3 separate regions of the Mus musculus genome follow, and regions 1 and 3 are each linked to region 2. Evidence: chromatin contacts called from public Hi-C and HiChIP or PLAC-seq data. All regions are on one chromosome and are shown on one strand. Each heading gives the region's core, a stretch centred on a gene start, on an enhancer-like site or on the middle of the called end of the contact. The rest is flanking DNA. Distances are from core to core; before and after follow the strand shown. Region 1 has its middle 7.8 kb from the start of Gm2848. Region 2 overlaps Sema4d (sema domain, immunoglobulin domain (Ig), transmembrane domain (TM) and short cytoplasmic domain, (semaphorin) 4D). Region 3 overlaps Syk (spleen tyrosine kinase).

Region 1 (4,244 bases), core at 302-2,801, 860 kb before region 2:
CTCCTTTCTAGTATTATTTTAAATGTTGAATGAATAGAAAAGTGATTAGTATGACTATTTTTATCTGCATTTGTGTGTGTGTGTGTGTGTGTGTGTGTGTGTGTGTGTGTGTGTGTGTAATGAGCTACACATGGTCTATGCGTGTCTTGTGGTTAACTGTGGGACACTAAGCACCCAGGGTCTTTATCTCTAATCTTTGCAACAATTTGCAAAACCTGTGCTCCTGTTCCCAAGGTTCAAGGCCTCAGGTGGGGCGATTCTATTAAGAGACAGTGAGTGGGCCAAATCTGGATAGCTCTGGAGTTCCATTAGCAGTAGCCATGCAGATCTGCACCCGTGTGAGCTCCCGGGTGCTCTGTGGTAATGCCTCCAGATGGTACATCAAAGACATCAGAGGGACATCCACTGGGGCCAGGGCAGCGCAAGCCATCCATCCCCTTCTGCACCTATGGGACGTGTGTGACTAAAGCTCTCAGTGTGAGCCTCTCACCTTTCAAATTGTTTATTGAAGGACCTGCACACTCGGAGGGCTCTTATGAAACTGCCTTTTTGTGGCTTTGGTCACAGCTCCGGGAGTGTGAGGCACCACAGGAAAGGACAATGGGGCCACCCAACAGGTGCTGGAGGGCATGGCAGCCCGACGGGGGCCAGCGGCCACACACACATCTTGCTTCTTCAGCACAGGGGGCAGGTGTGGGGTGGGGTGGGGAAGAAGTCATGCTTAGCCTGTGGCAATGCCCAGTGACTATGGAATGAATGAAAGAACTTCTCTTCTGGGAATATGCTTTCCCATTGATGACCCCTTCTCCCGGGACCTCTGCTCCCTTACTGGTCTGCTGGTTTCATGTTGAATTTTTTTTTCCACTTTGAAAACTCTGGGATTAACACTGGGTTTCTGGCATCTTTATGATAAACCGCTCTGCTGGGGGAACAGTTAGGGCTAGCCAGCATCTCCTGGTGTAAGGAGATTGGAGTTAGTCAGCCACAGTTCCTGGCTGAGGCTCCCTTGTGATGCGCACTGACTTAGGGAAGCTCTTCCAAGATCAGGACCCGCAGGGGAGAATGAATGGATTCGTCTCTTCTCTACCCCTGAGCAGGCAGTGACCTTGGGTCCCATACCCATGGTCTGCACGCTTTCAAGTTTTGCGGCTTTCAAAAGGAAGTTGGAGTACAGGTGGTGAGCAGCTTTGTTGAAATGGTGAGGCTTAACACAGTGTGTCAACCACTTACATCATTCTCTTTTTCAAGTTCCGAGTCTCCATTACTGCGAAGAGGTGCAACTGGGACTGCAGGCACCAGGGCCTCAGAATGAGCTCTGTGCACCTTGCTGGGCTCCTACTGTATCTTTGTCTTCAGTTGACCTTCAAATATCCCAGCTATGGCTGTGGAGAGTGAGATATTTTCCAACCGTAACAGTCCTACTTGACTCCCATGGAGACCTCCTCATAGGTCTCACGAGCTTTATCAAAAATGAGTGACCTAGGTTGAGTAGACCACTCAGTGTAGAGTGCTTGCTGCACATGCGTGTGTACCTGACTTCAATCCTTGGGCAAAAGCCATGTATGGCCACACACGATTGTAATTCCAGAGCCAGGGAGGTGGAGGTGGAGATGGGTGAACTCCAGGAGTACCAAGACTGCTTGGCAAAGTTCCAGGCCACAGAGCAACCGTCCTTCAAAAAAAAGGTGGAAGGCATTTGAGGAATGACATTGGAGGTTGTACTCTGACTCCCACAAACATGTGCACACATGTACACACATGCACCTGCACAGTGTTTGTGTATGTGTGTGTGTATGTACACACATACATATATACACATATACACACATATACATATACACATGTACAAATATGCACGCACACTCACACATACGCGCGCGCGCGCGCACACACACACACACACATAAAGAGAGGGAAAGGGAAAGTTTCCTAGAGGTTTTCCTTGCCCGACCTGACTTGAAATCCAGCAGAGGGCACTATACTGTCAGCCAGACAGACATCTTCCTTCTAAGTGAGCAACTGGTAACAGCTGCCAGCTTTTAGCAAAACCAGTCTCATCTGGACAAGGGCTCCCTGTCCAAAAGGAGGCTAAGAACACACAGCAAGGATGCAATCCCATTCCAGGAGAGCCAGCTCAGACATGAAGGCACCAGTGAGACCTTGTCCTCTTTAACAGAGTCCTTACATTTCACGCATGACGAGACACGATAACCGCTTTGTATTCTTCCCGGGCTCTATTTATAGCAGTTATTAATGCGCCCATAATGGAAGTTCTTCTGCTTTTGGGGAACTGACTGTGAGACTAAATGACACCATGGTGACATCCTCTGCCAGGCATTCGGTATGGGCTGCTGCCTCCGAAATTGCCCATTTGGAGAACGTGTGCATGTCACAGGTTGTTTTCAAAAACCTTGAAAAAATGTCTAGCCATAGTTGCTAGGATTCAGATGTGAATGCCAGATTATCATAATGAACAAGCAGGGATTTTTGGCTGGTCTGGGGTTAGTTCCTTCTTTAGCTTGAATGTGACCTCTATGCTCAGGTCACTGAACGAACATTTCTTTACCTGGTTTCCTGAAGCCACATCCATACACAGCGATGTCTGGTGTCCACAGTCACTGCAGACCTTCTCCATTCTGGTGAGCAAGTTATTATCAAAGGCTTCTAAGCAGCCAATACTTTAAACATTTTATGAAAAACAAAAAACAAAAGTGATTCACAGTTGGTGGAGTGTCTGCCTAGAACTCCTGGAGTCCTGGGTTCGATCCCCAGCACCACATAAATGATTTGTGCAACCTCAGCACTCAGAAGGCGGAGGCAGATGGATCAGAAGCTTGAAGTCATGCTTGGCTACGTGGTGAGTTCAAGGCCAGTCTGGGCTACACGAGATTCTCAAGATCTTAAAACAAAACAAAACAAAAAACCGAACTTTTAAGTACATCACCCACGTGACTATGAAAACTGCTCATACCAGCTGTCTTTAGCACCTGATTTGATTGGCAGAGGAATGTCCTCAAGGGAAGCCCAGCCCAGACAATGGTTTTAGGAGTCAGGGCTCCAGGGCTCCAGGGCTCCAGGGCTCCAGGGCTCCAGGGCTCCAGGGCTCCAGGGCTCCAGGGCTCCAGGGCTCCAGGGCTCCAGGGCTCCAGGGCTCCAGGGCTCCAGGGCTCCAGGGCTCCAGGGCTCCAGGGCTCCAGGGCTCCAGGTGTGGCTCTCTCCCCAACCAGTCACAGGAGCAAATCTTGTGAGGGCCGGTTTAGCTCCATCAGTCACCTGGAGTGGGGGGTGTGCTTCACCCAGGAGGAGTTTCAGACAGTGCCCCTCCAAATGCCTTTCCCGACACACCTGTGCTGGCTGTTAGCTGGTTATTTAGAGATGCAGGATTAACTCTGAAGAGTTGGCTGTCCTTCTGTACAAAGGATTTTGGACCAATCTGACTTTGTAAGCAGCGGATGCAGACCAGAGCTAGTTTATGCAGTTGTAGCAGGCGCTGACATCTGACCCCACAGAACTGGGCATCAAACCTCATATGATTTCATCTGCATCACAGGACAACCCTGGCTGGCTGTGCACCTTGCTTATCCTCTATAGCCTCACCCACCAGCCCTTTGTCAAGTTCTGTGAGGGATGCTGTCTCGCCCTCTCTGAGTCATGAAGTAAATGTGGGCGCCATCAGCTGGAGTTCTTAAAAGGCCATGCTTGTGCTAGACATTTTACAAGGTTGACTGATTGGAACTTCAATGGCTCGATTATTACAGGTCATGAGCCAGATTAATATTGGCTCCCATGGGCCTTTATCTTGCCGTGTGTTGCCTATCTCCCTGTAATATAACCAACATCGCCAGGAACTCTTCTGAGAGACTGCTACTTAGATGCAGTTGGGACCTGACTTTTGCTGCAGAGAAAAATTTCAGAACAAGTCAGTGAGTTGAAGACGGGATGTATTAAAATAAGAATGTGGCATGCTTATGTTACAGAGTATGTACCAGAGATGACCACTCTGTTTATAGCCAACTCAAAGTCTATTCCAGCGAGCCGGGACTACACTCAATTTTTCAGGGACCCACCTGTAGCCCTGAATATTTAGACCAAGGGGCTTTTAAAAGGCAAAACTATACCCTGATATCTCACTCAGCAGCTTCAGGGGGCGGTTTGTCCAAGCAAACAGTCTAACAGAACCTAAGAGGTATCCTGACTCTAGGTTCCTAGAATAGAACTGGGTTGGGTCATTTCCCATGGGATTC
Region 2 (4,439 bases), core at 856-3,355:
CTCTGTGGCTATCTTGGTGAAGCTGAGGAGGGTGGCGGGCGTCCTCTGGGCCTGGAGTTCACAGTGTGGCATACATACTGTAGACGTCCTAGAAGGGAAGCTTCCAGGCTCTAAGGCTGCCCTTGCCAGCCTGCAGCACCCCAGGGAGCAGGTAGAGAGGTGGCTTGGTAGCTCCGTGTACAGAAACCATCCTGTGATGCCACCCCACAGAGCCTAGCTTCGTCTTTGCTGACGTGATCCAGAAAAGCCCAGATGGTCCGGAGGGTGAAGATGACAAGGTCTACTTCTTTTTTACGGAGGTATCCGTGGAGTACGAATTCGTCTTCAAGTTGATGATCCCGCGAGTTGCCAGGGTGTGCAAGGTGGGTGCTGTCTCCCTGTTCCCACCCACAGTCCTGCATGATGCCACTCCAAGATTCCTCTCTGGAAGTGTGGCCATCTCCTATGGGTAGAGACCCCTGCGGCAAAGTTTAATGTACAGTTGAGGCACAGTAAGAGACCAGCAATAAGAGTTTTAGAGGTATGTGCATGGTTTCTCTTGAGACCCAAAGTAGGATTGGGAAGATGGCTTAGTGGTTAAAATGCTTACCACGGAAACAAAAGGACCAGCGTTCAGATCTCCAGAACCTATAGATGCTGAGCGGATCCTCTGTAGAAAAGTGGAGATAGGGCCTGCTAGTGGGGCTGTCCTCATCGGCAAGCTCTGAGTTTGATTATGAGACCTTGCCTCAAAGAATAAGGTGGATGGTTCCTGACATCAACTTCTGGCCTCCAGATGCACCCACACACGAACACTCATATAGAGACACACCGCACATACACACATACATGAAAGGAAAGAAACTCAAAGAGGAAAAAATTAGTCAGAGTGAGCACTTGTGATATTTTCAGTGTGTCACTAATCACAGGTAACTGAAATTGCAGAAAATGCAATCACGCACACGGGAGCCGCCTTATTTCTTTCCAGCCCAGAGTGGAGTATAGTTTGTAACTGTCTGTGTTGTCTCAGTCGTCAGCTCCCTGAAAATGACTAGGATTGAGCAGGCAAAGAGGGCACAAAAGGAGCTCTTAGTGGATGATCATGTGTTTGCCCTAGGATGGTCTGCGGGGCCAGGGTCTGTGGTGGGAAGGAGGCCTCCCATCACTTGTTTAACTCCTGGGTCACAGCTGGGAATGCTGCAGGAGCCAAAGCCAGTGGCACGCTGATGTGACACAGATGGGGTGGTTTTGCTTGTCATTGAATGTGTTTGGCTCTTTTCGTATTCTGTGATCCTGTCCCACATGGAAGTATTGCTTTGGTTACATAACTTGTCTTCAGTATTCTTGGGCTAGGCCGTGGTTGGGGACATATGGACGCCTGCTTCTGTGGCTAGTCATCTGTCCTGCCTCTACCATGTGCTGTCTCTGGAATTCCAGGGCGACCAGGGCGGCCTGCGGACTTTGCAAAAAAAGTGGACCTCCTTCCTAAAGGCCAGGCTGATCTGCTCCAAGCCAGACAGTGGCCTGGTCTTCAACATACTTCAGGATGTGTTTGTGCTGAGGGCCCCGGGCCTCAAGGAGCCTGTGTTCTATGCGGTCTTCACCCCACAGCTGTGAGTTCACTTGTGAGTCCCTTGGCAGTTGGGGCCTGGTCACCCTGACGACCTCCTGCCCTCCTGACACTCTCACGGATTCCCCTCCACAGGAACAATGTGGGTCTGTCAGCGGTGTGCGCCTACACACTGGCCACGGTGGAGGCAGTCTTCTCCCGTGGAAAGTACATGCAGAGTGCCACAGTGGAGCAGTCTCACACCAAGTGGGTGCGCTACAATGGCCCAGTGCCCACTCCCCGACCTGGAGCGGTAAGCAGGGTCTCGAGCTCTGGGGAGGGCTCATCTTCTCTGGATCTCAAGGCCCCCCAAGCATGAGACCACACAGATCCTAGTGCATCCCGGCAGAGGGTTGCATGGCAACAGGAATCTGGGTGCTGGGCTGAGTAGCTGCCGGGCCTGGGGTGAACAGTGAAGCTGTTCCTTTCTGATCTCCTCTGTGTTGGGTAGCAGGCCTCACTGCATGCTGCCCGGACGAGAGAGTCTACCGCCGGGCTCCTTTGAGAAGTGGACATTGCACAATGGCAGGCTTGCTTCATTTCCCATTTCCTGCAGACAAAAAAAACCTGTTTGTCAGCCTGGGCTGTCTCCTGAGGCAGCCTGTCCACTAGATAACAGGAATCATATTCTTTCCTCCTAGATACAGTAAATTAGTAAAGAAAATTCTAGGGTTGCCTGCATATTGTTGCCACGTGGTGGATGGGTGTGGGTATGGAGGGGCTTGGCTCTTGAAGCTCTCCCAGGATGGACTGTTCTGTGAGTGTCTGGCCTCGACACCTGGTTATTCTCATAACTCATAATTCAGGTGTTCAGTAAAACATGGCTAGGGAGCTGGGACCAAAAAAAAAAAACTCTTTACAACTTTTTTTTCTTTTGTGCTACCCAGAATCTGGCTTTCTCTCCTCTCTCTCCTCTCTCTCTCTCTCTCTCTCTCTCTCTTTCTCTCTCTCTCTCTCTCTCTCTCTCTCTCTCTCTCTCTCTCTCTCTCTCTCTCTCTCTCTTTCTCTGTGTGTGTGTGTCTGTATAACAATATTTAACAAGCTTCCTTTGGCATACTTTCTTCTCATAGAAAAGCTGTGAAATGAGTGCTTTTTAATCTGGAAGTTTGCTAAGTTTTTTCATTGGCTACTAATTCCTCTACTGATCCTGAGACAATTATGTCCCGTGGCTTTAAAAGCACAGCTCTTTGTCTCTGGGGAGGTCACCTTAGCCCCTGTTACTCTTTGGAGAAGTGTGACCATGGCCCTCCAGGGCTTCTCTTCTGTGTGCTCAGTTGAAGCTAAGTGGGCATGTGACCGCGGTGCTTTTACCCCACAGTGTATCGACAGTGAGGCCCGGGCAGCCAACTACACCAGCTCCTTGAATCTCCCAGACAAAACACTGCAGTTTGTAAAAGACCACCCTTTGATGGATGACTCAGTGACCCCGATAGACAACAGACCCAAGCTGATCAAAAAAGATGTAAACTACACCCAGATAGTGGTAGACAGGACCCAGGCCCTGGATGGGACTTTCTACGACGTCATGTTCATCAGCACAGGTGGGTTCCTTGGTAAGATTGGGAAATTCACTTTTAGCCATCTATAGGTAGGTTTGGTCTCTCCAGGTACCAGGAAGGTTTGTGACAGCAGAAAAGGATTTCTGAGGTATCACAGCACCTGGGATTATGAGTCTCTGTGGCCATCAGGCACCTGGGGCACTGGTTACTAATGCAAGTCCCAACCTGTCGTACCTGGGCTGGAGTGGAGTTAAATAGTCCCTGTTGTCATGGGACTAGTGGGACTGGCCTGGTATTTCCTAATTGGTAGTGGGAGACTCTGCCCCCTCCTAGGTAGGAGCCAGGTTCTGTCCTGCCCCGAGCTGCCTTTGGAGATGCAACTCTCTCTCAGATGTCTTCTGGGATGGGGATGGAAAGTTGGAGCATGGCAGCTGCCAGAGCCCCAGGGGCTACCCTTAGAGCTTCCCAGATGACTTGAACATTTTGCCCTCGTCTGCCTGCCTGGGCCCCTAACCTCCCCTGGAAGACCAGTAAAGTGCAACGGCCACCTTATACTGAATGTGGCTCAGGTGTCAGGGTGTAACCTTGTTGGTGAAGGTCATTGGAATCCACCATAGGACAGGGTTGTCCTCTTCTGAGTGCCCCATTGAGGGGATGGCTTGAGTTATCCACGAGTGTGAGTGGTTGCCGCCAAGGCTGGAGTCTCTCTCCTAGTTTCATTTCTGTTGCCGGGCGTGGTGGCGCACACCTTTAATCCCAGCACTCGGGAGGCAGAGGCAGGTGGATTTCTGAGTTCGAGGCCAGCCTGGTCTACAAAGTAAGTTCCAGGACAGCCAGGGCTACACAGAGAAACCCTGTCTTGAAAAAACAAAAACAAAAACAAAAACAAAAAAATTAACCAGGGTGCCACCCTGGGCCTGTCCCTCTAGGGCCTCCTTGCTCACCTGTGTTCTGACCTTGCAGACCGGGGAGCTCTGCATAAAGCAGTCATCCTCACAAAAGAGGTGCATGTCATCGAGGAGACCCAACTCTTCCGGGACTCTGAACCGGTCCTAACTCTGCTGCTATCGTCAAAGAAGGTAATGTGGGTTTGGTTGGTTGGTTGGTTGGTTTTAGGGGTGGGGGTCAGGTCCAGGCGCTTGTCTCCCTTGTAGCTTCTCTGTGGCTAGGACTGGCTAGGATGGGTCTCTCAAGGCTTGGCAGCCTCTGGCCCAGGTGAACTTGGCGTACACAGCATGGGATCTGAGGCTTGGGAGGAGGCATGGGAGAGCCAGGGGCCTTGATTGTACTAAGCCACTGGAGCTTTTGGGAGGTCCCTAACCTGGGGAAATGTCTGTGCCTTGAACCTGAAA
Region 3 (4,643 bases), core at 1,484-3,983, 930 kb before region 2:
CTGTTTGGCTGAATTGGTGAGCTCCGGTGTTAGTGAGAGACCTTGTCTCACGAAATAAGGCAGAGAGCTAACAAGATAGTTCCTTGTCTCACGAAATAAGGCGGAGAGCTAATGAGATAGTTCCTTGTCTCATGAAATAAGGCGGAGAGCTAACGAGATAGTTCAGTGGTTAAGAACGCCTTCTGTTCTTTTTTCTTTTCTTTTCTTCTTTTTTCTTTCTTTTTTTTTTCTCCTTTTTGGTTTTTTTTCGAGACAGGGTTTCTCTGTGTAGTCCTGGCTGTCCTGGAACTCACTTTGTAGACCAGGCTGGCCTCAAACTCAGAAATCCACCTGCCTCTGCCTCCTAAGTGCTAGGATTAAAGGCCTGTGTCACCACTGCCTGGCTACACGTACTGTTCTTGCAGAGGACCGGAGTTTGGTTCCCAGCACTTATGTTGGGAGGCTCACAAGTGCTGTAAGCCCAGCTCCGAGGGATCTGACCAGCTCCTCTAGCCTCCATAAGTATCTGCGTTGTGTGGCACACACTCACACCAACATTCACATAAATAAAAAAAAAAAATTAAGTTGGAGACTGAGAGAGGAGAGAGGGTGATCTCCAATATTGACCTCTGGCTTCCACATAAACACATCCACACAGGTGCACACCCTCAAAGATGTACACACACACACACACACACACACACAGAGAGAGAGAGAGAGAGAGAGAGAGAGACACGAAGAGAGACAGAGAGACAGAGACTCAGAGACACAGAGAGGAGAGGGAGAGAGAGCTTCCCCTAGAAATCAGGCCCGGCACAGCCCAAACTCGGGGGACAGGGCGTGTGTGGGGGCGGGGCCCCGGCACAGCCCAAACTCGGGGGACAGGGCATGTGCGGGGTGGCACCGCACACAACTCGCATGCCCCAGGTCACCTGTTCTGCTGCAGGTACTTGTTGAGCGGCCCCAGCTCCGCCATCTCCATCACCAGCATCCAGGACTCCGCCTCGCAGATTCCGATCATGCGCACAATGTAGGGGTTGTCCAGCTGCTGCATGACGTTCGCCTCTGCCAGCAGCTCGTCCTTCAAAGCCGGGTCGTTGGCCTCGTTCTTCAGGATTTTCACAGCCACGGTTTTCACAACTCTGTGACACAGATTGTAACTTGTGAGAAACTTTCCAAACTGCCTAGAGGTCCTCTTCTCTGTAGTCACATTGTGTGTGTGTTGGGGGGAGGGGGGTGGAGGGGAATGGTGCTGACACCCGCTGCCCAATGAGAATCTCTTAAAGCCATTCAGAAAAACAAAACAAAGCAACCCAAAAACAAACAAACAAACAAACGAAAAAAAAAAAACAAACAAGAAACGGCCATGGGCTGGGGAGATAACCCAGTGTAAAAAGCGCATGCAAGAGTGAGGTTAAGAGTTCAGATCCCCAGAACCCACAGAAAGTTGGATAGCAGATGTCTGCAACCCCAGGGCTTCTAGGGGAGAATCTATGGAGATTCGTGGGGCCAGCAGTGAATCCCCAGAGGCGGTTTGAAACAAGGTGAAAGGTAAGAGGTGACATCCAAGGGTTGTCCCTTGGCCTCTATATATGTGCTGTGTCAGGAGTACCTGCACACACACACACACACACACACACACACACACACACACACATCAAGATAAATAGCTAGTACCATTTTTCTCCTTCTTGTGAAAATTTTATCACAGGTGCAAATTTTCCTTCTTTCTTTCTTTCTTTCTTTCTTTCTTTCTTTCTTTCTTTTGGGGTTTATTTGTTTGTTTGTTTGTTTGTTTGTTTTTGTTTTTTCGAGACAGGGTTTCTCTGTGTAGCCCTGGCTGTCCTGGAACTCACTCTGCAGACCAGGCTGGCTTCCAACTCAGAAATCCGCCTGCCTCTGCCTCCCAAGTGCTGAGATTAAAGGCGTGTGCCACAACTGCCCGGCAGGTGTAAATTTTCAAATCACACATAGCTGATGTTTATTCTTTCATTTAAACCACAGTTTGTTAGAATACTTTCAAGAGTTCAACACGATCTATGTGATATTTTTGTGAGAAATTGAAAAAGATCTGTATTTTCGAAACATGTTGAGGCTTGCTTAAAAGTAACAAAGCCCAGTGGGAGAGAAGTGTTTCTTTCCCTTTAACTCTGAGCTTGAACAACTCGTGTGCTTCAGACCGGCCATGGGGGTGCTCACCTGTGAGCCCCAGAGCCCCAGAGGTGGATACAGGAGGATCGTTGGTTTAAGATCATCTTTAACGTCCTCTGAATATAACACCTGCTCTTTCCATCTGATCAGCTATGCCTTTTGCAAGAGAGAAGAAAGACCAGCTTCAAATGCTGGTGCTCCTCCATATAAGGAAGGGGTGGAGATGCTCACTGGACTGTTACCCTGATTCCTGGAACTCCCCCCGGCGCTTCCCAGTCATCTGTGTGAGATCCTGTCCTAACTGAACATAGACGCACGGTCTTGGGAGGTGCTAGAGCATACGACTGTGAAAGCTAACAGGAGCCCGAGAGGGGGCATCTAGGGGACCCTACATCCTGTAGAGGCCACCATCCACACTGAGGCCCAGACTTCTCAGCGGCACACGCAGCTCCTGTGAGTAACCCCCACATGCGTGCCCAGTCACTGGTTCCCCAAATTGGACTTCGGGGATTGTTCTCTGGTTTGTGGTTGGTGCTCTGTATGATGGTAATGATTCCATACAGTACACAAGAGATTCTTTCTACAGCTGTTCTTTTACAGACAGAGGAACCATGCCCCACTGCCTGTGAACCCCGGTGTAGTGGACAGCAATGGAGAATGGTCCAGGCTGAGGAAAGCCCCGAATTGTGAAATATTCAACCAGCTTCAACAAAGTTCCCCTGTTGTGACACACATACAGCCTGCTGCAGTGTCATGTGGTTTCCCAGCTAGGTTCTGCCTACATGCATAAAGGAATACAAAGTTTCTTTATGATATTGCAAATGAGCCTCTGGGCCCAGAATTTAAAAAATAAAAATACATTGCTTTGCTTTTTTTTTTTCTTTGAGTCCGGGTCTTACATAATCCACTGTGGCTTGAAACTAGCTGTATAGTAGGAGATGACCTTAAACTTCTGATCCCCCTGTCTCTACCTCTGGGGCTCTGGGGGGCCACAGGTGTGTACACAACATGCCCAATCAGAAGCACACATTCTGTTCAAGCTCAGAGTTAAAGAGAAAGAAACACTTCTCTCCCACTGGGCTTGGTTACTTTTAAGCAAGCCTCAATGTGTTTCGAAAATATGGATTTTTTTTTATTCCCTCACAAAAACATCACATGGATCATGCTGAACTCTTGAAAGTATTCTAGCAAAATGTGGCTTAAAAGAAAGAACAAACATTAACTAGGTATGCTTTGAAAAATTACCTGTGGTAAAATTTCCACAAGCATGAGAAGTTGTTTCTTTTGTTGAACCTTCAAACCGATGAATCAAAACAGAACTATTCAGGAAATGGGCCGTGTGGGGGCTCAGGTGGTAAAGATACTCTCTGCCAAGCTTGGTGGCTGGAGCTTGATCCCCAAACCACATGCATGTACGTACACACACACACACACACACACACACACACACACCTAACAAATACACTAGGTCAAATAACAGAATTAGTGGGACACACACACACAGGAAAGTACACACAGCTAGTGTGGTGATCTAGAACACAGCCTGTGGCCTGACAGGAGGATTTAGATATTATCATCACCCTAGAAGCCTCTCTGGGCCCTCCCGGGAACATGGGAGGCTCCATTCTGTCATCTCTAGCCACCTATTTTGGCTTTCATAGTTGGGTCTATCATTACATCTGTGGTGTGAGGCAGGGATCTAAATTAAGAAGTTAGAAAAGGTTTCTTGATTCCTCTAGACATTTAAAAAAGAAAATACCACGTCTTCTAGAAAAGCAGAGGGGAAAGATAATATCCCACTAATTCTAAGAGGCTACTATTGTTCCAATTCCTGACTGTTTACGGTGGCCCAGGAAGAGACTATGAAACTCCTGGTCTTCCAAGCACTGAGCTCTTTTACAGGTAAGAGAGTAAGACTCCATTATGAGAATTGTAAGAAAGCAATTGACTGATAACTTCACGTGGTGGTTTAATGAGAAAAACCTCGGTAGGCTCATATATCCGAAGGCTGGGCCCCTAGTTTGGTAGAACTGTTTTGAGAATGTTTAGCAGGTGTGTCCTTGTTGGAAGAGATCTGTAACTGGGGGTGAGCTTTGAGGTTTCTTGCTCTCTGCCTCCAACTTGCAAATAAGATATACACTCAGCTACTGCTCCAGTGCCATATCTTCCTGCTGTGACGATGTTCAGAGACTCACCCTCTAAAACTAAACAAGCCCCCAATTAATTGCTTCCTTTTATAAGTTACCTTGGTCACGGTGTCTCATCACAGCAATAGAACAGTAATTAGGACACTTCATGAGCACAGATAGGAAAAATTCTAGGAGAAATACTCATGGGTTATATTCAGTTGCTTATGGAAGGAGATGTAATGAACAAAGGTGAGGGAGTTTACCCCAAGATGGAGGGACATGTTTAAGGTCTGAAATCTATGGCTGTAACTCATCACAGGAAAGAAAGAGAAGCACAAAGTGAGCTCAGTGGAGTGGGGGAGGGGGGGTAGTGGGGGGGTGGGG

Evidence for each region. A called contact is a pair of places that touch in the nucleus more often than the background predicts. HiChIP or PLAC-seq counts read pairs in DNA pulled down with a chosen protein or histone mark.
Region 1: a contact with region 2 is called in an H3K27ac HiChIP or PLAC-seq map of acute myeloid leukemia, with 5 times the contacts expected there. The contact joins two enhancer-like sites. A contact is called at or near these places in 3 of 115 datasets of contacts at active chromatin or transcription factors (acute myeloid leukemia, astrocytes and embryonic stem cells).
Region 3: a Hi-C map of bone marrow-derived macrophages shows a contact between it and region 2, with 11 read pairs. The contact joins two enhancer-like sites. A contact is called at or near these places in 1 of 484 Hi-C or Micro-C datasets (bone marrow-derived macrophages), 1 of 115 datasets of contacts at active chromatin or transcription factors (microglia) and 1 of 9 other capture datasets (embryonic stem cells).

What each region holds. Positions count from the first base shown.
Region 1 is chr13:52,563,323-52,567,566 of GRCm38.p6, reverse strand. No RefSeq gene overlaps it. Among named protein-coding and RNA genes, the nearest start is that of Gm2848, 7.8 kb to the left of the region's middle. Within about 2 kb of position 1,551, at least 56 of the 459 cell types and tissues checked have an H3K27ac peak or open chromatin away from gene starts, as enhancers often do. A contact at or near this core is called in acute myeloid leukemia, where this site is marked.
Region 2 is chr13:51,708,602-51,713,040 of GRCm38.p6, reverse strand. It overlaps Sema4d (sema domain, immunoglobulin domain (Ig), transmembrane domain (TM) and short cytoplasmic domain, (semaphorin) 4D), which reads left to right. Exons shown (of 16, transcript NM_013660.5): 9 at 211-362; 10 at 1,417-1,592; 11 at 1,685-1,841; 12 at 2,907-3,129; 13 at 4,051-4,166. Among named protein-coding and RNA genes, the nearest start is that of Secisbp2, 59 kb to the right of the region's middle. Within about 2 kb of position 2,105, at least 38 of the 459 cell types and tissues checked have an H3K27ac peak or open chromatin away from gene starts, as enhancers often do. A contact at or near this core is called in acute myeloid leukemia, bone marrow-derived macrophages and microglia, where this site is marked.
Region 3 is chr13:52,634,516-52,639,158 of GRCm38.p6, reverse strand. It overlaps Syk (spleen tyrosine kinase), which reads right to left. Exons shown (of 14, transcript NM_011518.2): 10 at 912-1,121. Among named protein-coding and RNA genes, the nearest start is that of Syk, 40 kb to the right of the region's middle. Within about 2 kb of position 2,733, at least 65 of the 459 cell types and tissues checked have an H3K27ac peak or open chromatin away from gene starts, as enhancers often do. A contact at or near this core is called in bone marrow-derived macrophages and microglia, where this site is marked.